4 separate regions of the Mus musculus genome follow, and all the other regions are linked to region 3. A link is a contact called in public Hi-C and HiChIP or PLAC-seq data. All regions are on one chromosome and are shown on one strand. Each heading gives the region's core, a stretch centred on a gene start, on an enhancer-like site or on the middle of the called end of the contact. The rest is flanking DNA. Distances are from core to core; before and after follow the strand shown. Region 1 overlaps Ppp1r9a (protein phosphatase 1, regulatory subunit 9A). Region 2 overlaps Ppp1r9a (protein phosphatase 1, regulatory subunit 9A). Region 3 overlaps Gm38761 (a long non-coding RNA gene). Region 4 overlaps Ppp1r9a (protein phosphatase 1, regulatory subunit 9A).

Region 1 (6,058 bases), core at 871-3,370, 320 kb before region 3:
GTGTGACACAAAGTGTCATTAGATTAGTGTCTAGAAAACCAACATCTATAATATGCAAATATGGGTCAGTCTCTTTCCCTGATCTCAATTTGTGCAAAACAAAGTTATATGAAAACATTTTTCAACAAAACAATCAATAAAGTTTTTAGGGGTACATAACGAAATACAGACTAGCACTCCTAACCTAGAAATTGAAAATGCCTCGCCGGGCATGGTGGCGCACACCTTTAATCCCAGCACTTGGGAGACAGAGGCAGGCGGATCTCTGAGTTCGAGGCCAGCCTGGTCTACAGAGTGAGTTCCAGGACAGCCAGGGCTACACAGAGAAACCCTGTCTCGAAAAAACAACAACAACAACAAAAAAACAAACAAACAAAAAGAAATAGAAAATGCTGAAAAATATGAAACTGTGAAGTTTTAGAAGCCTAACTGGACATCAGTGCAAACAACCCAGAACCCAGCAGCACAGCCGCTCTGGCCCCCAGCAGGCTGGGAGGAGTTCCAAACCCTGCAGCACCTCCTGGCTATCCAGCGCACCACTGCATGCTGAGCAAGCTCAGCTTACTCAACTTGTTGATTTCAATAACAACCTAAAAGTAGGATTGAATGGTGGTTTCCGTAAGAGCGTCTTACTAGCTGATTGGAAATTTGTAATTTCAGTAAATACCTCTCATTTGCGTTCTTACCTTGACACACACACATCACTATTTTAGAGAAGCTCGTGCTCTGAGACAACTGTACAGTGTTATCCTGCTGGTGGCTTGAATCCCAGAGCTGGGATCTAAACATGGGAACATTTGCAAAAAGAGATTTAATCTTAGAACTGAAGGATAATCTGAGACAGGGGACAGAGTAAGTGATGGTCGAGATAGGATGCAGCCCCAGATCCTTCTACACAGCCAATGTCACGGGCAACACACAGCGATACAGTGCATGAGCACAAGACTACTCAAGCTGCCACACTCGGGAACACTTTCTGCCCTTCAGTAACAATAAAACAGATAGACGCAAGGTATGTCAGCAGCAATGAATATCAGTTCTGATTCTCAACGCGTGAACTGGAAATAAGAAGTCAAAATGTGGCCCAAATAATTTTGCTCAAAGCAAACAACTATGGTCTATATAAAAACAGAGTTTTGACATAGGCGACTCCAGGACTTGGTTAGGTAATATTCCATACGTGGGCATTAATTGTGACAATTTTAACAACAGCATGTCATGAATCTGCCATACCTAGTAGTTATTTACCAAACTTACTAAGAAAAACAAGTCATAACACACATGGCTTTTATAATTACCTAGAACTAAACAGGCCTTCTGGGCTCCTTTTATTCAACTATGATAAAACTGTTAAATATCATTTCAAATTGTGTTTGAATTGTTTACAATTTAATACCATAATTAATTGCCTGGTATGAGAGGGACATAGGTTATGAAGATAGATACCATGAAAGGGAACAAGAGGAAGTGAGAGGGTAGGGTAAGGCAAAAGAATATGTAACACGGAAGCAGAAAGGAAGCCCGAGGGGAAGTGGGATATTGGAGGGGGGAAAATCGGGAGTGGGGACAACAGAAACATCTTGGTTGAAAATGTCAACATGGAAGCTAGGTAATACTTCTCTGAATGCTAATGAAAATCTGACTGACTTCCAATGGGCTCAAAACTTGCCCACATTTCAGAACACCAGAAAGGTTCCTTCACACAAGACTTGCTAATAGTGATAGCAAGGGTGCCATTCAACGATGTTTACCCTCCTTTAAGGCTTATGGCCTTGCCGTATGAAAAAGACCGTGACAGCAGTGTGAGCGGGAAGGACTTGGTAGAAAGAGCACACAGAGCCTCTATATGTCTGTGCTCATCAATGCTCCAGTGTCTAGGACAGCGTTTGGGAGCACCCTCCCAGAGGCAGAAAGGATTAAATGAGGCTCTTCAAGCAGAAGGCTCAGCTGTGATACATGCACCCAAAACAGAAGCTGTTTGCCTTGGCTCTTTAAGAATACCTTCTGAGGCTTTCTTGGGACCGACTGGCAAGCAGACTGCTCACACGGAACTCCTTGTTTGCTCAAGCATGGGTGAAAGAGTGAAAGCACAACGTTTGCTCAGCAAAGCTACCTTCCTGCTGCAGGCTCCACTCAAAGAGGCCATTATGTCAATGCAGCCCCACCTCACGCTACCGCTGCAGTGCCCCATTCCTGTCGCCAGGGAACATCTGGGTGCCAAACTCATTTGTGTATGTTAAACAGAATGGTCTTTGTGTATTAAGTACACTAGAGTAGAACTCAGGAACATATTTTGAGTGTTAAACCTCAAAGAAGGCATTTGTTTTTAATATATAAAAAAGCAGATTTGTTTGAATCTTGCACAGAAAACTTACTGTCTATTTAGACAACCACAGTATCTTTTTTATAATCCTAGAAAGCATATCTGATATTTAAATCACTGTGACTTCAAATTAAAATTTACCTAAGCTAACTACATGTATATGAATACTACATTAAATTTACTATCAACTTTTTGCAAGAGTGAGACTATGCTGCCCTGATCATTCTGCCTCCATTTCCAAAATATTGCGAAAACAGAATGTGTCACATTTTATTAAATTTTAAATTTCCTTTCAGCAGAGCATTTGTGATCAATATTTTAAGTTATTCCAAATATTTACTATAAAATGCAAATTCACGTTTTATATTTTCTTTTAATTTTATCTATATTCATGATTATAAATCCTAGCTAATCCAGACTGGATTTGCACCTTTGATTTGCTTTTACTCTGACTAGTCAACATGGCATCAGAGAACCACATTATCTGAAAAGACTAAACATGATCTCTGCTTAGATACTGTTGATCTGCTTCTAGTGCTCCAAGACAATGCAGCATAGTAAAGATAATTTATCCACAGTCACAAGATAGAATTCCAAAAAGGCCCTGTGATGATCTCTCAGGGCTCTAAATTTACAAGGCAGGAAAGAATGAAATACAAACTCTGGAAGCTTATTCTAAAGTCTAAATAAATGAAAATAAATGACATTAAAAGTGCACTCGGTGGAGAGAACTCATGGAAAGCCATAAAACGCACAGGAAGCAAAGACAAGTGAAACTCTTTTATATGACACAGCTGAACCTACAATTTCTCAAAAACAAAACAAAATATTTGAAATATTTTCATTTGTCTATGTCTTAAGACTCAATTTGAAGTAGTCAAATGAGTTCGGATCATATCCAGCCAAGAAGCCATCCTTACCATCATACCTGTCCCCTGCATGCTGGTTCTAAATCTCTACTGTCAACATAACTGGATTCTGTCATTATGACTGGATTCAGAGTCACCTAAGAAACCACATCTGAGCATATTCGTGAAGCCTTTCCAGAGAAGGTTAACCAACGGGGAAAGCCCCATCCTAGTGTGGAGAGAGTACCTTCCCATTAGGATGAGGTTTTGGGTTAAAATTATAAAAAGATGGTAAGAGGAGGCACCAGCTAAGCATCAATCTCTGTCTCTGCTTCCTGACTCCAAACAAAATGCAACCAGCAGACGCATGTTCATGCCGTCACAGCTAGAGCCTCTCTCTGCCACTCCTTCCCCAGGATGGACCATCTACCCAATTAGTGATCCACAACAAGCCCTTCCTTCCCTCTGCCTTCTGCTGCTTCTATCAGTATCTCGACAATCCACCTCGCAAAGTGGCTAGTGCATCTTTTATAATCCATTCTCTACCCCCAGAGCTACACAAAACTGTCCAGCTTTATGCCACTGAAGAATTCTTTAGATTTTCTAGAGCTATGCCTAAGTAGTATGTTCAACACACGTTCCTTTGTGGGGAGTTTCATTTAAATGCAATTTGGGATTGATGGATGAGGCTTACTTCTTTTTGTTGTTGAGAATTGGACCACCGAATAGATAGAACACTGCTATCCACTCCCTTCATGATGACACTTGGGTTGTTTCCAGTTTTGACTACTACAAATAAAAGATGTGTGTGAATATCACATCTATGTGGGTACACTCTTGTCCCTCTTATGTCCACAACCAGGAATGGAATATGCCTTGGAGGCCAGGTGATTAACTTTTTAAGCAATTGTCATATTAAATATTAAATGATGCTCATATTGACATTCACCCCAACTCTGTGTCACTGCTCCTATGACTCCATCTGCACGCCCTTCTAATGGTGCATCTAATGATAGGGACACTGTAACTTTACCACTAATTTCTCTGATGCCAGATTATGCTCATAAACCTTTTATATGCCATGGTCCTTTATTAAATATGATTTTATAATGCCCATAACTGTTTCCACTTCTCACTTCCCATCCAAGGAACTCTATGAGAAAGTTCTTGAGTCTCCCTCTGCCCCTGGAACCCTGACTTTGTCTCTTCAGAATGAAGAAAGCTTTTGTTTGTTTGTTTTTTGGTTTTTGTTTTGTTTTGTTTTGTTTTGTTTTTTCCTGTTCTTTGTATCTGGAGTAGAGCTCAGGGCTTCCTGCTGGGTATCTTGTCACTCCAGTACTAAACCACAAGCAAGCTAAGCCCTAAAGCTTTCTTTACATCTGAAAAGCTCAGTTCAAAGGAAAAAGAAAAGCAAAGGAAAAGACACTGCAGGTTGTGACCTTGAGAGAAGGTTTGAGCTGCAGTCAGGACAACTGCTTCCTCCATTTGGAGATGTCCTTTTGTCCTGGAGGCGAGCCTGACTAAGTGACATCTTGATGCATATGCCCCACACTGTTACTTTCCAACTGGTCATACATCCCCTTACACTAGCTCCTAAGTTGTACTCCACATAGCAATGAAAGAAAGACAGCGGCCTGAAACGAACCAGCAGTTCTTTCTTTTTTCACAACAGAATTCAAATGCAGGCCGCACAGCTGAAGGGAAACCTGCTCAATCCGATATTCAGATATAATCCAATATCCGTGCTTCCTACACTCTTACACGTTAGCGTAACCTCCCTTTCTGAAGTCTCTTTCCCAGGTGACCTTAGTCGTGCCTTTCATTAAAAGGGAGTATACTGTCATGCCCACTGCCAGGAACCTGCTCTTAGATCTAGTGCCCCAACCCTCACGAAATGTATTTTGCCACCTTTATTATATTCTTGATTCATTGAAAATATGGAGCTAACACCATTTTGAAGTGCTTTCTTAAAATTATGTGGCTATTTTATGTATCTTAAATTGCAGACATATACATTTATTCATATGTGTGTGTTTCCATGTGTACACTGTATATTAACCCCTTGAGCTAAGATTTTAGCTATTTTTCAAATGTTCATAGCTTTAAATGTTGCTCTACGCATTTTCCTCTAAGTCCTTCACAAGGAAGAGGAATGGATGGAAAGTGCTCTCCTGCCAAGCTAAAGCCTGACTCACTAAGTTGAGCCTCTTTTAGAATCTAAAGCCACCCAACTGTGAATTATTTTAATGGGGCAGTTGTTCCTTCTAGTAGGGTAGTTTTCAAATGCCAGGGTTGATAATAATTCCTGATTAGTAGTAAATATGTGATTAAACATTCAAATTAAATAAATAAAAATAAGAAATTATACAAGAGAATAGGGATATATAATATATCCATATATAATACACACACACACACACACACATGTGTGTGTGTGTGTGTGTGTGTGTGTGTGTATGCCTTTGTCTTATATGTATGTCTTTGTTGCATATATGGCTCCTATTTTAAAGAATCTGTGACACAGACATGAAAATATACAAATATATAGCTACTATTCTGAACCTCCATATTAAGTCTTAACTTGATAGTTCTGGTTAAAGAAGACCACAAAAACAGATAGCATCTTTATTTCCCTACAACCAGTAGCTCATAAACAGACCAAAATCTGACAGACTTTCCTACAGAAAGAAAAACCACAATCATTGAGAAAGACTAAGTACACTAAGCCACAAAAGAGACTTCCTGTAATTTCCACATTTAAAAGTACAAAATTAACTTTGACACAATTAATCTAGATATTTGTGCCTGAGACTCTTTTCAACTTTAACTATTTAGCATGAAATACTTTGGATATAATGTGCTAATATGAAAAATGTCTTTCAAGAGA
Region 2 (5,241 bases), core at 1,824-4,323, 360 kb before region 3:
CCTTATTTTTAAAAAATTCATGTATATGGGTGTTTGTCCAAATGTATGTGCACAACATTCCTGCCTGGAGCCCAGGGAAGCCAAAGAAGGCACTAGATTTCCTGGCGCTAGACTTACAAATGGGTGTGACTGTCATGTGGGTTCTGTCACTAGAACTCAGGTCTTCAGTGCTTTGCAGTGCTGAGCCATCTCTCCAGCCCCAACTTCTAACTTTAATCAGTATATTTTACTGGAGAAAGGCAACAGAAAGTGTGGGAGCGTTAGGCCTAGAGAAAAACTAGAAGAAGGTTTTACAAGGTGCGTTTCGTATTGAGAACTACCTACCACGGAACCTAATGCTAATCCCCACTTTCTGGCAAGAAAACATATGTAGGGAAACAAGATGGAAAGGAGTTCAAGAGAAGCCAAATGGCATCAGACCCTTTATAGGGAAAGATAAATATTATTTGCGTATAGGGATTTTAATCCAGCAACATGGCTGCTCTGGTTGAAATACAAGCAATGCCCTTAGCAAACACTTCTAATCCCAAACAATGACAATAAAGTTAGTTTGTAGAAGGAAGTACCCGTGTTTGAAAGTGGTGTCTAAGTAAGTGGGAAAGTGACAAATCAAAGATTTAACAGAACAGAATATGCCCAACTCTCATGAGAACAGAGAGAAAAATAGAGGCTGCTTCACTGTAAAATACAGGAAACAGGCAGAGGCAGGCGGATTTCTGAGTTCGAGGCCAGCCTGGTCTACAAAATGAATTCCAGGACAGCCAGGGCTGTACAGAGAATCTCTGTCTCGAAAAAAAAAAATAGGAAACCCATGCTACACTCCACAGACCTAAAGAAGCTAAACAAGAAGGAAGGCCCAAGCGAGGAAGCTTGAATAAAATAACCATAAGAGGCAGATGGAGGAGATGCGTTGGGTGGGAGAGGGGTTGGAGAGAGGAAAGCAGAGGATCAGATGTGGGAGAGATAGAAGAGATGGCTAGATGGCCATGATAATCTACAATTGACCAGGGTAGGCATCTCCAGGACAAGACAGAGACCATAAGCGTACCCAAGAGTCAAAGCGATTAACCTTAGCTGTGACTTACAGCACCTGGGATATGGAACCTGAAGAGGCCATCTTCTATAGCCAAACAGGAACCCCAGTGGAGCAATAGGGACACCAAACCACCCACAAAACTTTCAATCCAAAATGTATCCTATCTACAAGAAATGCAGGGTCAGGGATGGAGCAAAGACTGAGGGAATGGTCAACCAATAACTGGTCCAACTTAAGACCCATCCCATGGGAAAGCACCAGTCCTTGGCACTATTATTGATACTCTGTGTTACGCTTGCAGACAGGAATCAGGACATGGCTGTCCTGAGAGGCTCTAAGCAGCAGCTGACTCAGACAGATACAGACATCCATAGCTTAACAGTGGATGGGGTCGGGGCACTTTTATGGAAGAATAGGAGGAAGGATTATAGCCCCTAAAAGGATAGATAGGAACTCCACAAGAAAACCAACAGAGTCAACTAACCTTGACCCTTAGGGCTCTCAGAGACTGAACCATCAACCAAAGATCATATGCAGGCTGGACCTAGGCCTCTCCACTCATATGTAGCAGATATACAGTTTGGTCTCCATGTGGGTCCCAAACAATAGGAATAGGGGCTATCCCAAAAGCTGTTGCCTGTACCTTGGTTATATTCTTCTAGCTGGGCTGCCTTGTCTGGCCTCAGTGGGAAAGAAAAGTACTTAGCCTATAAGAGACTTGAAGTTCCAAGGGGGGGATAGACAGGGAGGGCCTCACCTGCTCAAAGAGAAGGGGCTGGGATGGTGGGAAGGATTGTGGGAGGGAGTGACGGGGAGGGGCAGTGAACAGGACTTGAAGAAGGAGCCTTTGCCTTGTTTCCTAGCTCAGAATTTCTGAGAAGAAAGGTACAATCACCTTTGTTCCTGACAGTAAAGGTCTTTTGTCTCTGGTTACTTTCAATTTTCTCCTTCATTCTCCTCCTGGAGATTTGTTCCTGGTTTTTAAAAAAGTTGCTTAAATTTTTTTTTTCTTACCTTTACCTTTTTGGAAAACTATGCACATATTTTCTTGCTGCTGTTTGTCATGGTAGTTGGTTTAGTGATGTTTAGCCTATGTTTTGTGGTAGCTGCCAGTCAGGTCAGGCCTGCTTGGTTTAGTTGGCTCCCTTTTGGCTATGGAGTGAGTGGATGAGACTTTTGATGGCTTGGACTGGATGACAGCTGAATGACTTTTAGTCCTTGCAGCAGAGTTGTGTAAGAGACAAGGGATGGGTAACATGCACAGTGGGAAGTGAAGAAACCACAGAGGGAGGAAGGCCCAACTCTTCCTCACACCTTCCTTTGAAGGGGCCATCAAGCTAACCACGCCCTGGAATGGGCTCTCCCTGTACTGTTCCTTTGAAATGAGCAGCTTTGCCTCACAGCTAGAGGGAAGGAAGGAACCAAGCAGATATCTAGCAGAATCAGAAAAAGACCAGGAACTGCCCAGGGAGTTCTTCCAAGGTTACTGTCGCTGTGCCCTTGTATTCAGCAAGCATTGTTTCCAATGGCTGTGCACATATGCAAAGACAATTTTCGATTTTCCCTACTCCCCACCCAACCCGCCACCCCCATCCCCGTGTGTGCATACGTGCTTGGGTGATGTGATTGGATTTGTTATGTCACTTCTGGAGGGCCCTGTATAAAGTAAAATCTGAATTAGAAACGTTGATATGCTTTGCTCTTATCAGCCTGTCTTTTATCGTAGTGACTTTAGCCGTGAATCTTGCCATAGGCGAGAAAATGTTTTTTGGTTTTTTGCTGCTTTTTTTTTTTTGGAGGGGGGGGTGGTTTTACAATGCTGTGGAATGTAGGTTTCTCATACTTACTAAACAAAACTCCTACCTGCACGTTACACCCTTTGCTGGAAGCCTACACTTGTGCCACAGGCCCGGTAGTTTTCACTTCTAGAATGTGGGAGCTCAAGGTCAGCGAGAACTAGCTTAGGGCCTCAGGAGGTATTTCCTGATCAGTCAAGGAAGTCCCCACACAGCACATGATCTTCTACATTCTCAGCAACAGAGGAAAACTTCCAAACTCCCTTAGTACCTCATTCCTTCTCCTTTTGTTCATCACTGTTTGTACCAAACACATTATTGTCCTGCGGTGGGAATGTTCAATTGTTTGTGTCACGACCTCCCGCGGCCACCAAAACAACCTAAACACAATAAAAGAGCTCTGAATTCTGAAATCACAGCAGGTGACAAGTGGAAGCTTCCTGGAGACACAGGAAGGACAGAACCCAAGGAGCTCCAAGGTGACTTCCTGGGAGTGGATGTCACCAAGGATTTTGATTTTAGGATTACTAGAGCACTGGGCAGGTGGGGGGGTAAGGTTAGCAGGATAAATTAATTTGTCTCACTATTTGCTGCTCTCTTCTACCCTGCCGTCTTCCTGGGATAAATGGTTCATAGTCCTGCGGGCCCACATCAGGCAGCACTGGTTCAGGCCGTCACTCTAGGGTGGCTTTCACGTGCAAACTGGGGCCCTGTGCCACCTTTGGGTCACTACCTTGTATCCTTGTGGTGTGCTTGGCTGCACTGTGGAGAAATTCTACCCCTATGCTTTCAATTCACTAACTTAGGCTCTAAGGTTCCACGCAGAGCTCTTTCTGCTCATTGTTGTACCTATCTTTAAAAATTGTGTTTGGACTTTTTAAAGAATAACTTAGATAGCTCTTTCTAAAGCGTTTAAGCACAGAAACAAAAATACTCACTTTAATTTACTTATGTAATAATTCTTCCATGTTTGATAATATAAGAGCAATGTTGACTGATTTTCTCATCATGAAGTTTACTTTTTAAATGTTTGCTTCCTTAAATGGTTGGATATTTCTGACTGAATGTTAGACTTGTGAGTTTAATCTAACCTTGCTCTTCTGCCCCCAGGGCTCTTTGTTCTGGGCTGTGATGGGTTATACGGAACCCTCATGTCTACACGGGACTTGACTTCAGCTGTGTCAGGGAGACACAAACCACTTTTACCTTCAAGCTTTGCCCTATCGGTTCTTCACAGTTAATGGGATGGCCGTGTATCGGTGAGCAGGAAACGCAACGTGTGGGCTTTCTGCCTTCCAATCTGTTCTTTCATGGTCAGACCTTGAGTAATTTCCTCAAGTGCTCTGTTAAAAGATCACTGTTGAGAGTAGACAGTGAGGTGACCCCTGTGTAAGTCCCTGGTTGTGCCCCACACTGACCCTGTCCCCAGATGTCTCAGCTTCCTGACACTCACCCATCCATCTCCACAATGGCTCCAGGCTCTTCCTGTATCACACATAACTTACTTAGGCTTTAACTTCCTTTAAGGAAAGCTCATTTAGATTCTTTTCTGTCTTTGGCACTGCCTGCCCTTCACAGCCATTATTGCATCCTGCCTTCTTCTGTCCAGGCAAAATTTATGAGGGAGCAATCCTTGCTTGCACATAATGACCGAAAGCAAAGCTGGAATAGTCTAGTTACAGAGATGCTTCAGTAGTTTCTGTGATCTCTCTTGTTACTTCCTCTGTACCACTTCTAAGACCTAGTCAGTGTCATGCAACCTTCAAAACATGTCTCTTTTGCATGAGGTTTATTTTGAGGTTGTTTTTCTTTTTCTTTTTTTTTTTTTTTTTGAGAAAAAAATAGCAGTCACAAGAGAAATTTTGAAAACATAAATTTTGAAAATAAAAGTAGAGAAGTCTCTATTTTTTTTTTTTTAAGTAAAACAAAATTTATTAAGGAAATACTTGACTTTGAGACTGTTTCTCTCTGCACCAAGACAGAAAGGATGACTTTCAGGGCCAACTCCTATCCCCAGTGAAGGTTCCAGTGCTCTGTCTAAGGAACCTCACCATTGTTTGCCTGCTTCCCGGGACATCGAACAGCAGCTTACCTTACACAGAATCTCCTTCTTTAAAAGCTAAACAAAATTATCTTTTGTGTATGGCTGCTTTGCCTACTCAGATACCCATGGACCACTGGCATTCTTGATGTCTCTAGTGGACAAAAGAGGGTTTCAGAACTGGAGTTACAGCAGAGTGCCAGACCTCTGGAAGAGCTTTCAGTTGCTCCTAACTGCTGAGCCATCTCTTCAGCTCCACAAACTTCTAGCCCTGGAAAAGCTTACTCTATTTTGTGTGATTTTATTAAAAGTCATAGATAAACTGAACCAAACTTTTCACAACTTCTTTTCTTTCTAACTTGCAACTA
Region 3 (5,374 bases), core at 1,876-4,375:
TGAAAAAGTCCACCATTTCTGAACTTAAGAACCAAAGAATATCATTTATCCTGCAGTTAGTAAAGCTTGTTTTATTTGTGAGACTAGGATATTTTTGGAAGTAGAGAAGTTAACTTTAAATATAATTGGGAAAAGTAAGCATAACAATTGTTAACAGGCAGGCTGGAGAGATGGCTCAGGGGCTAAGAGCACTTACTGCTCTTCCATAGGTCCTTAGTTCAATTCCCAGCAACCAAATGGTAGCATACAACCATCTGTAATGGTGATCCAATACCCTGTTCTGGTGTGTCTGAAGACAGCTATAGTGTACTCATGTAAATAAAATAAATAAATCTTATAAAAATTGTTAGTAGGCTTCTTATTAAAAAATAGAGAAGGATTCTTTCACCAGTAATAGGTAACTTTTACAGTGTATTGTGAGGTAAAGAAACTGGAATCCTCTGCAATTAACACTGTGGGAAGTTGCTGCGTAAATGTCGGTGACACTATGAAAATATTGTTTCGTATATACCTAGTGGTCTAGGGACATGCTATAGTCAACAAGAAGTCACTTACGGAAAAGACAGACTACTTGAAAATTGGTTCTGGCAACAGAGTGGTCATCTGAAACAAAACTAAATTGGATTCTAGCATACACCACTCAGGTCTAAACGACTGTCAGCTTTTCTTTATTGCTTCCTTTGTTAAAGAAGAATGGGAAATCCTATTTATTCAAAAAGTATTCAAATGCAAACGTCCTAAGATGGCAGATTGACACAATCTATTCTCTGAAAAAAATCTTCTCTTGTAGAACAAAACAATAAACAAAAGGCAGAGTGAGAAAATGTATTTATATTTTACATCATTGACAATGAGCTAATCTCCCAATTATATAAAGAATTATTAACAGTTTGTAAGAAGGGGAAAAAAGCAATGGATAAGCATTGCTTAGGTCTAGACACCTGTACAGCCCACACATGTATTTATATACTGAAATTAACACTGCCAAGCTTTGGTATGAGAGGGTGGGACCTTTGTGGAGTAATGAGGGCACGCAGATGAATTCCCCCATGCAGGACATCAGCAGTGTGACAAGAGGGGCTTCAGAGACCTACATGCCTTACCCCTCCACCATGGGGATATGGAGAGAAGGCTGCTGTCTCTGATACTGGCACGAGGACCTCACAGACGGGGTCTGCTGACATCTCCATCTAGGTCTTCCCAGACTTCAGGAGTGAGAGGAATAAATTTCTAGCTTCTTGGCCACTCTTCTGTTAGCCTTTTTGTTAAGGCAGCCTCATAGACTGAGAGGGCAAGCAATCGCACCAAATTGTTCACCTGGAGAGAAACATGAATGCCTTTTAAACTTGTGACAGAGTCTGCAGTGACACTGCAGTATTAAGGGAGAGCTACGGTGTTGGGAGAGACTAGAGTGTTGCTATGGGAGGTGTACAGCCCCAAGGGCGCCAAGGAGGGCAGGCTCCCTGAATAACATTAAGAGTGCATGTTCCCCACAACTCAGTAATTCCACATCTGATGATGTCTCTCATACAGGCACTCTTATAAGTGCGAAATGACATATAAGCAAGGCTATTTGTGCTGTGGCACTTTTAATATGATTTGAATGGAGTTAACAGTATCAGTACTTAAAGATTATGGTGGCATGTTACCATGCCAACGACTTAGAGCCACACTATGTGATGGTTAAAAAAGAAGAAGATACAGAGGGCCACAGTGATAATAAAGTATCTGTCATTTGTGAGGATTTGAGTTCAATCTTGAGTTGGATAGTGACACATGAAGGGGACAGTCGCAGGCTGAGCTCTAGATGACTGGCCAGCTGCTCTAACCTGGCCAGTTCCAGGCACAGAGAGATCTCATCTCAGAAAACCAAAGTGGATGGCACCGGAAAGTTGTCCTTCCACAGACACACACACACACACACACACACACACACACACACACACACACACACACATACACTCACACTCACTCACACACACACACACACACTCACACTCACTCACACACACACACACTCACTCACACTCTCTCTCTCACACACACACTCACTCACACACTCTCTCTCTCACACACACACACACACACACACACACACACACACACTCACACTCACTCTCACACATATTCTCTGTCTTTCTTGCTCACTTTCTCTCCCCCCCCCCCCCCTACAATGGAAAGGTAGTATCTTAATAGAGAAAGACACTAAGGAATATTTTTAGGTGAGAAAAAGCTCAAAACTCTGGTATGTTTTATGTTAGGAGGGGAAAAAAATAGCAATTTTCTTTGCCATCTTTGAAACAAATTTTCAAGAACACAAGAAGCTAAGAGACAGGATTCCTTGTAGTTGGGTGGTAGAAAGCACAAGAACTGGGCAAACCAGGAAAACCTGAAACTTTGTGCTACTTCTCCTTAGGACGTTTTACATTTTGAACTACCAAAATCTATTTCCATATAACAATAAATACATAACCAAACATTTTGTCCTTGGAAGAAGTTAGTGACCGGTGCTGGTAACTACACAGCCAAGTGTCTTGATCTTGGGAGAGAGGTTAGTGGCAGGTGGTGGCTCCCGCATACCTTCCCATCTCAGCAGACTTTCTGTCTCCTCTGGCTTTTAAAGATAACCAGAACCCTGGAGGCTCCGCGAGGAATGCCGACCCTCTGGAACCTTCTTTCTGATCTCACCGAGTGATAGACCGATCTCTCCACTGATTTTTTTTTTATTTTTTTATTTTAATGGCTAGATTCTTCCTGTAAATGAAGCATGCACTCCCGCTTCGTGGCGGGATCACTGCGATTTAAGTTTCTGTCTCCTAAAATGTCCGCTCTTACTCACAGTCCTGCTCGGATTAGAACTGTGGAAAACTATGGAACCCCGGGCCTGGCACGGAAGACTCAAGGCCGTAGAAAAGAATTAAAAACTAGACGATTACAACACAGAAGAGAAAAATAATTCACAATGACTAAGTAAGACTCAAAAGCAAGCTATCAGCACATCCGTGAAAGTGCAAAACTCCGGCCAGTGTCAGCCATATCGCTTTTGGCTCACTGACTTAGCAAATGTAGGCGTGAGCTGCTAGAGGGACACAGGGTGACAGAAAGCTTTTGTCTGCACGCTAAAACCCTCACCAGAACGGCCATCTTTCTTGCACACCGTGATTGCACACCGTGATTGAGCTGCGGGAAGCACTAAGGGCTGGTAGTTTTTACAGGAAGACCTTAGAATTTGCTCTCAGTCACGGACAGTCGGGGCTCTGGACATTCATACCTACATTGGCGGGGTCCCAGACAACACAGACAGTGTCACAGAAAGCCCACAGTAGCACATTTCAAAAGGAAAAAAAAAAAGTGACGTAAACACAAAGTGTCAGTAGGCTACTGAGAACGACTAGCTTTGCTGTGATCCGAGTTCTTTCTGAGTTAGCTAGTTATGAAATGAAAACCAATGCGCTGAAATGAACTGTTCTATGCTGCCGTACACACTAGAAAGCAGCAGCCACAAGTTAGACAACACCTTGATTAAAATAATTTTAAAATCCTTATATAAGGATATTAAAAGTAAGCACATTAAACTTTTTTTCTACTTTGCTTTTTAATTTTGTTTTTTTTTTTTTTTTGACTAAGAGAAATTATGATTGTGTGAATTTTATTTTCTTTTGTTTGTATGACTAAGCCATTCTTTCTGCATCGGAGATTAAAATTAAATTATATTTTGTCTCCCTCCATTCTTTGCTTATTAAAATACTGTGTTCTCTGTATTATTAATTTTCACATACATATGACTATCCCTGTTTTTTTTTTCTGTTTTTTGCATGGAGCATGAGAATTTAATTGTAAATTCTGGTTTATCATTATTATTAACTATAAATGATCCCTTAATTTTTTATTTTTGTTTTCAGGCTTTAGTAACTTGTATGTTAGCTCCAGAGATCTTTAAGTACTCAGCCAAGGTAGGTTATTGCGATTGTCCTGGAAGTGTTGCTCTGAGATGCCGGCTATAAATGCACTATATAGGATGGCAGTGGACAGATAACCCCCACTTTAAACCTTGGGAACAGCCTTGGTGTTATTAGAAGTTCTGTCTGTCTGTGACTACTGATCCCAGCCACGGCCAGGCATGACAAAGGTATTAACTGACCATACACCTTTTCAATACTTGGCATCTCTGATGGACAGTCTTAGTTCTAGGGTCCCCACCACCCTCACTATGATTTCTTGACACTGTTGTGACACATCTTCTTAAGGATCCTGGCACACACACTGTTCTGTGTGTAAATGTCACAGCCTGCAAAGGGGCTTTGTCTGTGGACCCCTGCTATGTCATTTCTCCCTTCTTTTTCACAAGTATTTCCCATAGCCGATCTTTTAGACATCTAATTCCTTTTGCTTTCTGGGTACACAGCAGGCAGCTAGAGAAGTTTGAGAAGATAGATGGTAAAAATGAAGTTACGTTAGGAGGCCAGAGTATTCTGTTCAATTGTCAATGAAGAGCCATTATTAAGTAGAACATGGATCATGGCTACTCAGCATAAGATGCTAATATAATTGCCAAAGCTTTCCCGGAGGTTGATTTGATCAAATGTCCTAGAGGAGGAAAGAGCTTTTACAAGTGTGATAATTGGGACTTTTGAAAGTTTCAAGAAGAATAAGGACAGTGAAGAGAGTTCTGTAGACGATGTAGAGGAATTCTGGGCAGTTAACAGCCATAGACTAGGTTTTAAAGCTGCAGTGTCTATTTGGGAACTTCCAGAGAGGACCTCATATCCTGAGATGCAAAAGCAACACAGCTGAGAAGTAATTTCAGGATTTAGTGACCTGAATGTTAGCTCCAGAGGTCTTTAAGTACTCAGATCGGGAACCCACTGAATGTAAAAATATCTTGTCTTTTCCTCATACAGTTCTATGGACATTAAACACGCATGCCGTTGCTTCAGTGAAAGAAAGAAATAACCAGGCATTTGAAGAAAATTTGACATTGATACCTAGAGACCCAAAGTATCACGACAGCTGTGGAGGTGGAGGTGGGCCACCCAGGGATGAAATAAATAAGGTTCTGGCTAGAATGAGTTTATCAGTTTCAGGGATCCACTCAAAGCCTATCCTGTGAGTAGTAGCCGTAGAATTTACCTGGATTCTGGGTTACCCTCAGTTGGATCCTTTGCCCATGTGGCAAGAACTATCATAGAGATAAGTGTGAATGGAAGACAGTCTATAGACCTTTTCACTGGCTATGATGGTAAGTTACACACAATTCTTATACTTGGGGTAATGGCAGATAAGACTTTAGCCATCTTCCAGTGCTCCAAAATGTGGTTTTGTGTTATCTTCATTTGTCATGTTTCCACATTATTAAAGATAATATCCAATCAAC
Region 4 (5,868 bases), core at 1,619-4,118, 450 kb before region 3:
CTTTCCATATCCATAGAGGATAAAACGGAAGGCTTGAAAAGAGAAATGATTTGCTCAAGGTTACCCATCTGATAAAAGACCAAACACAAATCTGACATGAACTCCCATGAACTCTCTTTGCTAGCATGCCGTTTGAAATACTGCAAGCAGGAAATGGTGTCTAGCGCATCACTGATTAGGTCCACTAAATGTTGACACACGTTGTTTGAAAGCACGTTAAATAAAGAGTAGGACAGGAAGTTGATGATTAATTAAGAAGGGAGCGGGGGTGGGAAAGGAGCAGAAGCAAAGGCACTAATGGTGAGGAAGGGACTTAGCTTATGGGTTGTTCTCCTCAACACGTGGGCACGAGGTTCAGGCTTCTAAGAGTTACCACCTGTGTCTCGGGTGGTGACTCAGGTGCCCTTAGAGTCAGAGGGCACCTGTGCTCTCACCACTCTGCATCCTTGCAACACCTCGTGGGCACCCTAACCATTTGAGAGAGTCAGCTCCTGTTACTGTGCTTTTAACCCTTTGGGGGATGTTTCTAGGTTGTTGATTTCAACTGACATGAACACATTCTGTCACTCAGTATATCACAGGGAGTGTTAAATACATCTACAGCTTTTCAAACCTTACTTTATACTATGTATAAAAGACAGGGAAAAAATAAAGGCATTAATAGTTGTCCTGTTAATTTAAATCCCTCCAACGGATCAAAAAGACAGCTCTGTGTAGTTTCTGTCTCTGGAAGTTCTTAGAAACACAGAGTGCAGTTTTTTTTTCTGGGCCTCTTGGTTATAGAGTCCAGGAAAGAGGAAGCCGGTCCAGCGCTGCTCTTAATACAGAACTCATGACACTGAGTTTCAGATGAGGGTTTAAATTGCCCTGACAACCACGTTCTCTTCACCTTGCTACTCTGTCTACCCTTTCTACGTACAAAGCTATCAAGGTTCAAATGACATCCCCATTCTATAGAGCATTGAACAAATGGAGATACACATTCACACAAATGTACACATTTCTATGTCACAAGAATAGTTTTGTGAAAAGTATTTTACTAAATACATGTGGACAAGAGGTTACAAAGTAAAGATTAGTCCCAAACACTGAAGTGAAGAAATCTATATAACATTGATAATAATCACATGTTTTCAAGTGTTATCATATACCAACCTAAAAGGAAAATATAAAATAGTAATTTGTAGACTTTTCTAAATTAATTCTTCATAAATAAATGCCTAAGCCTGTCTATGGGAGCATTTATAAACACAGGGGCTCTTTTCCCTATTTGTAACCAACAGTTTATAAGATCTGCTTTTTAAAGTCAAAAAACAGTTTTCAGATAAAAAGGGCTTGGTTTTTTACAGCATCTTTAATGAATGCTTTATAGCAGTTGTTTAGGTACCAGCCCTGCTAGCTTTAAACTTAAAATTCACGGTGCGCCGCGGACACCATGAATGATGCTGAAATAAGCTTTGACTAGAGAGCTCCAGAGCGTATTAGTCAGGAATGCCACTTAACCAAAGTAGCCAGCTAACTCATCTCCACTTAACCAGCTAACTCATCTCCATTTAACCAGCTAACTCATCTCCATTTAACCAGCTAACTCATCTCCATTTAAAACACATGGAAAACCCAAAGCATGTATTCACTGTGAATCAGAAAACAGATCACTCGACGTAGGCAATAATTATTTTGTAATTTTAAAAAGACTATGGAAACAATACAGCATCGTTTGAAAGCAACTGAAGATATTTTTAAGTCTCTGAAAACATACATTTGATAGAAATGAACAACAATAGCTAGAACTGTATCTTGTACAAGAATTTTACAGTTTCCTTTGATGTCTCACTATTTCATAGAGATTAAAAATATTTTCTTTTATTAATATTTTTCTCTTCAACAAATTTAAATAATGTGAAGTGAGTATATCTCAAGATTTCCAGTAGCAGCTGAATCTAAATTAATTACACAATGCATAGAATGAGCTTATAACTTTACTTCTTAGACATGGGAAGTTTTTCCTAAAAAGAAATTAATGTTCCACATTAAAACAATACATTGCTTCCAGTAAATTAGCTGAAATTATTATAAGGTAAATGACAGAAAGGAGATTTGCTATACCAGCTTATATTTTAGAAATTAATACACAGATGCTTGAGCCATTAAAAATATTATTTTTAATGAAATTTCAGAGAGACTAAACAGTTTAAATCTACTTAAAACACCAAGTGCCCTGTGGCCTTCTCTGGTTATGTGCGGTTATGCTCAGTCTCAAGACAGGTCCATCGATGTACTTAATGTTGGAAATGACCATCTCATGGAAATATGCTCTCAAGTGCACGGGAGCAAATCCATTACTCCCAGAGTATCTGAAGTTTAAAGAGTACAATTCAAACACCACGGAGCGGTGCTTACCTTGGTCTTCAATTTTTGAATCTCTGCTTCTGTAACTGCATGTTTGATTTGCAACTGAAAATTGAAAAGAAAAACATCTCAACTAAGAGTGTTTCTATATTTTTAAAGACTCAGCAGCGAGAAGAATATCTTATGACACAATTAAAAAAATGCTCAGGACCCTGCTGCATTGCAGCAGGTTGTAATTACAAATGTCTAGCATGTAAAATGACTCAGTGGGTGCAAACTAATTAAACATAGGGTTTATGACTCACGGTCCCTAATATCCGATTAAGTTACCAGTTTAATTGCTAAGGGGCCAAAGAAAAGAAAACTCATTTCTTGGCCTCTGCTGCTCTGCCTTTACGATCTGAGCGTCCAGGAGCTGTTTCCTTCCTGAGGCTCGCCCACAGAATGGCTTGAGCCAGCCAGTCAACAGGCCTCGCACAGTGTGAAGAGTCATTCCCACATCGTGCAGAAAGGTGGCGCTGTGGCTCTGTGAGTCGCTCTCACATTCCGCAGAGCAGCTCTGCAGCAGAGGAAGGAGTGGGACGCAGTGGCACAGAAATCTCCGGTTTGTTTTCCGTTTGTGTTCCTTTTTAACCGCAGGAAAGGTACAGATTCAAAATTCTGCCTTCCAAAAGATCTACCTGTATAAAGACTCCAAGCCCCAAAGCATTTTCTTTACAACACAATAGTGGTCTTTGCCATTTGTTTGCTTTACTCCCCCGCCCCCACTCCCTCCCCGACCACGACTGTTTTCCTTCTAGGGGTCATTCATTTCTTTAAGGGCTAAACACCCTTGAATTTAGGGAAAACAGTTTACAGGTTCACAATTTGTTCTCTGGATGTTTTTGATGGGAAGGATGTTTTTGAAATTCCCAATTCTCCCGGTTTTATAGGTCCAAACAGCCCAGTGGAGGGTCTGGGGAGGGAGACACTTTGCAGCCAAGCCCATGAACATTTTCTGCTCTGCAGCTGAGCACAGCCACTAAGTGATGCAGGTGGCACTGTTTCTTTTGGTTATGCTGAATCCTAAATTGGTTTGCCACAAAGTTACTGAAGACCACATCCCACCATCTCACCCCCCCCCCTTTTTTTTTTGTCCAAAGTACTTCGGAGTTAGGACTGTACCGAATCTGGGTTTCTTGGTTTTATGCCACAATCTTAGTGGTCCGTCTCACTCAGATGCCATTAGCAGATACCCAAAGTGTGAGTGTGCCAGGCAAGGAAACTACACCAAGCTTTCTCAGTGAAAAATACTGGCAGAGGTCTTTTGTGCTCACCAGAAATCCTGATCCCTTAGTGAGTACAGCGATGTGGGGAAACTGAGGCTCAGAGCAAATGATCAACCTAACTGTACAAAAAAAACCAACACTAGAACTGGATTAGATCTTGGATATCTAGGTTCTGATCTTGTGCCATTTCTCTAAAAAATTAAAGATGAACTTTATAAGCATCTACTGAGGGGCTCTAGGCAAGATGCTGTAAAGATAACACCCCCCCACACACCTCTCTCAAATAAACAGCCATGATAACCTGCCACTCAAGAATAAAGCCACAAAAGAATATTCTTTAATATACAACATGGAAATGTATATACAACCACAAGGAATTATTTTCCAGAGGTATTATATTCTTAGAGAATAAAGCAAATTCATATGCCTGGATGATTTTTTTCCCATCCATTACTAACAAAAATATCTACTCTGTTGTTTAAACTAATCTGAGTGTGGGCTCTGTTTATAGCTTTCAGTAAGAACGCGCGCGCGCACACACACACACACACACACACACACACACACACGCACACGCACACGCACACGACTAACTGTAACTGAATCAAAATGTCTACGTGTGACTACCAGAAAGGGGCAGGCAGAAGCCTCGTCAGCATCACCTGCAGCACTCCACTTAGCCTGTGCAGGCGTGGAAAATATTTTGGAAGTGAAAAATATTATCTTTGCAGGGGAGTTTTAAGAGTGCTCTAGAACCAGACATTTTCTATCAGATAAGAGCAACATTATCGGCTCTCGTGGCACCAGGGCAGCCTGCCTGGAATTCACACACAACTCTGAGAAACGGTTTCTGCACTGTGTAGACTTTTTTCTATCGTTTATGCACTGGACTGAGGCCTGTTTTGTCTGCAGGGAGCTAATGGAGCTGGAGGTGTTTTTGAAGATATATGATGTTATTAAAATGTAGCAGTGGCAAATCTTTGCCATCTTTTTCTAAGCTTAATAGATGGTGCTTTGGTTTTGGTTGTTTTTTTTTTTTTTTCCAACAAAAGTGGGTTTTATTTCAGGGAACTACATATGCAAAACAAGCTGCAATTAGCTGGTGGAGTCGTAACTCAACCTGGTCAGAAGGTCCCCACCAGGGTGGTGAACTGAGCGCAGGGCAAACCTCTAACAAGGCTGCTTGGATTCTCAGAATGTGGTTATTAATGAGCAACGTGTTGGTTACATCTCTCAGACTGTGATTACAGCTCCTTTAAAAATAAGCATCTGCTTACTGCTAAAGAGGTAACAACTCACAGCTCCCCTTGTCAGTGAACCTTCCACATAGATGGCTTTATTTAGTCTCGAGTTTATTTTTCACAGACTTAAATCACACAGTTTTTAGACTTTGGCTTCCCCTAACAACAAAAGCAGATTTGTTTTCGCTGGTACTAGCAGTTCTGGCTACCAAAGCTGTGGTGGGGATACCTCAGCCCTGTAAAGAGAGGATCCACTCTGACTCAGCCTCTCTCTTCTCTACTTCCCACCCAGGAAGTCAGTCAGAACAACTTTCAATCCGAAGGGCAGAAACTAAAAAACAAAACGAACAAACAAACAAACAAAAAACCCAACAAACAAAAAGCCAAGCCAAGCCAAACTGTTCACAGGGACAGGAGCTCAAGCTATTTAGTGGCTAGGAAGATGTCTGCGTGGGTCAGAGGATTTGTTGCTAGCCTGTAAGGACCTGAGCCTGGATCTCCAGCACCCACATTAAAAACACTGAGCATAATTAGTCACCAAGCACAGACACTATTGCAATACGCCAGCAAGATTTTGCTGAAAGGACCCGATATAGCTGTCTCTTGTGAGGCTAGGCCGGGGCCTGGCAAACACAGAAGTGGATGCTCACAGTCAGCTATTGGATGGATCACAGGGCTCCCAATGGAGGAGCTAGAGAAAGTATCCAAGGAGCTAAAGGGATCTGCAACCCTATAGGCGGAACAACATTATGAACTAACCAGTACCCCGGAGCTCTTGACTCTAGCTGCATATGTATCAAAAGATGGCCTAGTCGGCCATCACTGCAAAGAGAGGCCCATTGGTCCTGCAAACTTTATATGCCTCAGTACAGGGGAACGCCAGGGCCAAGAAGTGGGAGTGGGTGGGTAGGGGAGCAGGGTGGGGGGGGAGGGTATGGGGGACTTTTGGGATAGCATTTGAAATGTAAATGAAGAAAATACCTAATAAAAATTGGAAAAAATAGAAAAGA

Evidence for each region. A called contact is a pair of places that touch in the nucleus more often than the background predicts. HiChIP or PLAC-seq counts read pairs in DNA pulled down with a chosen protein or histone mark.
Region 1: a Hi-C map of embryonic stem cells shows a contact between it and region 3, with 2.7 times the contacts expected there. The contact joins two enhancer-like sites. A contact is called at or near these places in 4 of 484 Hi-C or Micro-C datasets (embryonic stem cells and granulocyte-monocyte progenitors), 5 of 115 datasets of contacts at active chromatin or transcription factors (embryonic stem cells and stem cell-derived neural progenitor cells) and 1 of 9 other capture datasets (embryonic stem cells).
Region 2: an H3K4me3 HiChIP or PLAC-seq map of embryonic stem cells shows a contact between it and region 3, with 33 read pairs. The contact joins two enhancer-like sites. A contact is called at or near these places in 1 of 39 promoter capture datasets (embryonic stem cells), 3 of 484 Hi-C or Micro-C datasets (all in embryonic stem cells), 7 of 115 datasets of contacts at active chromatin or transcription factors (embryonic stem cells and stem cell-derived neural progenitor cells) and 1 of 9 other capture datasets (embryonic stem cells).
Region 4: an H3K27ac HiChIP or PLAC-seq map of embryonic stem cells shows a contact between it and region 3, with 9 times the contacts expected there. The contact joins two enhancer-like sites. A contact is called at or near these places in 1 of 39 promoter capture datasets (embryonic stem cells), 6 of 15 datasets of contacts at CTCF or cohesin (the NIH/3T3 cell line, embryonic stem cells and stem cell-derived epiblast-like cells), 85 of 484 Hi-C or Micro-C datasets (the G1E-ER4 cell line, the N1E-115 cell line, adipose-derived mesenchymal stem cells and 20 more), 20 of 115 datasets of contacts at active chromatin or transcription factors (cardiomyocytes, embryonic stem cells, extraembryonic endoderm stem cells and 2 more) and 3 of 9 other capture datasets (adipose tissue, embryonic stem cells and liver).

Annotation. Positions count from the first base shown.
Region 1 is chr6:4,978,888-4,984,945 of GRCm38.p6, reverse strand. All of the region lies in intron 2 of Ppp1r9a (protein phosphatase 1, regulatory subunit 9A), which reads right to left. Among named protein-coding and RNA genes, the nearest start is that of Gm52886, 73 kb to the left of the region's middle. Within about 2 kb of position 2,120, at least 72 of the 459 cell types and tissues checked have an H3K27ac peak or open chromatin away from gene starts, as enhancers often do. A contact at or near this core is called in embryonic stem cells, where this site is marked.
Region 2 is chr6:5,017,318-5,022,558 of GRCm38.p6, reverse strand. The region is part of intron 2 of Ppp1r9a (protein phosphatase 1, regulatory subunit 9A); the gene reads right to left. Among named protein-coding and RNA genes, the nearest start is that of Gm52886, 35 kb to the left of the region's middle. Within about 2 kb of position 3,073, at least 33 of the 459 cell types and tissues checked have an H3K27ac peak or open chromatin away from gene starts, as enhancers often do. A contact at or near this core is called in embryonic stem cells, where this site is marked.
Region 3 is chr6:4,656,807-4,662,180 of GRCm38.p6, reverse strand. Gm38761 (a long non-coding RNA gene) reads right to left here. Exons shown (of 2, transcript XR_868766.2): 2 at 811-1,317. Among named protein-coding and RNA genes, the nearest start is that of Gm38761, 4.9 kb to the right of the region's middle. Within about 2 kb of position 3,125, at least 5 of the 459 cell types and tissues checked have an H3K27ac peak or open chromatin away from gene starts, as enhancers often do. A contact at or near this core is called in embryonic stem cells and extraembryonic ectoderm, where this site is marked.
Region 4 is chr6:5,107,586-5,113,453 of GRCm38.p6, reverse strand. It overlaps Ppp1r9a (protein phosphatase 1, regulatory subunit 9A), which reads right to left. Exons shown (of 16, transcript NM_001363809.1): 8 at 2,401-2,454. Among named protein-coding and RNA genes, the nearest start is that of Gm46949, 43 kb to the left of the region's middle. Within about 2 kb of position 2,868, at least 212 of the 459 cell types and tissues checked have an H3K27ac peak or open chromatin away from gene starts, as enhancers often do. A contact at or near this core is called in embryonic stem cells and extraembryonic ectoderm, where this site is marked.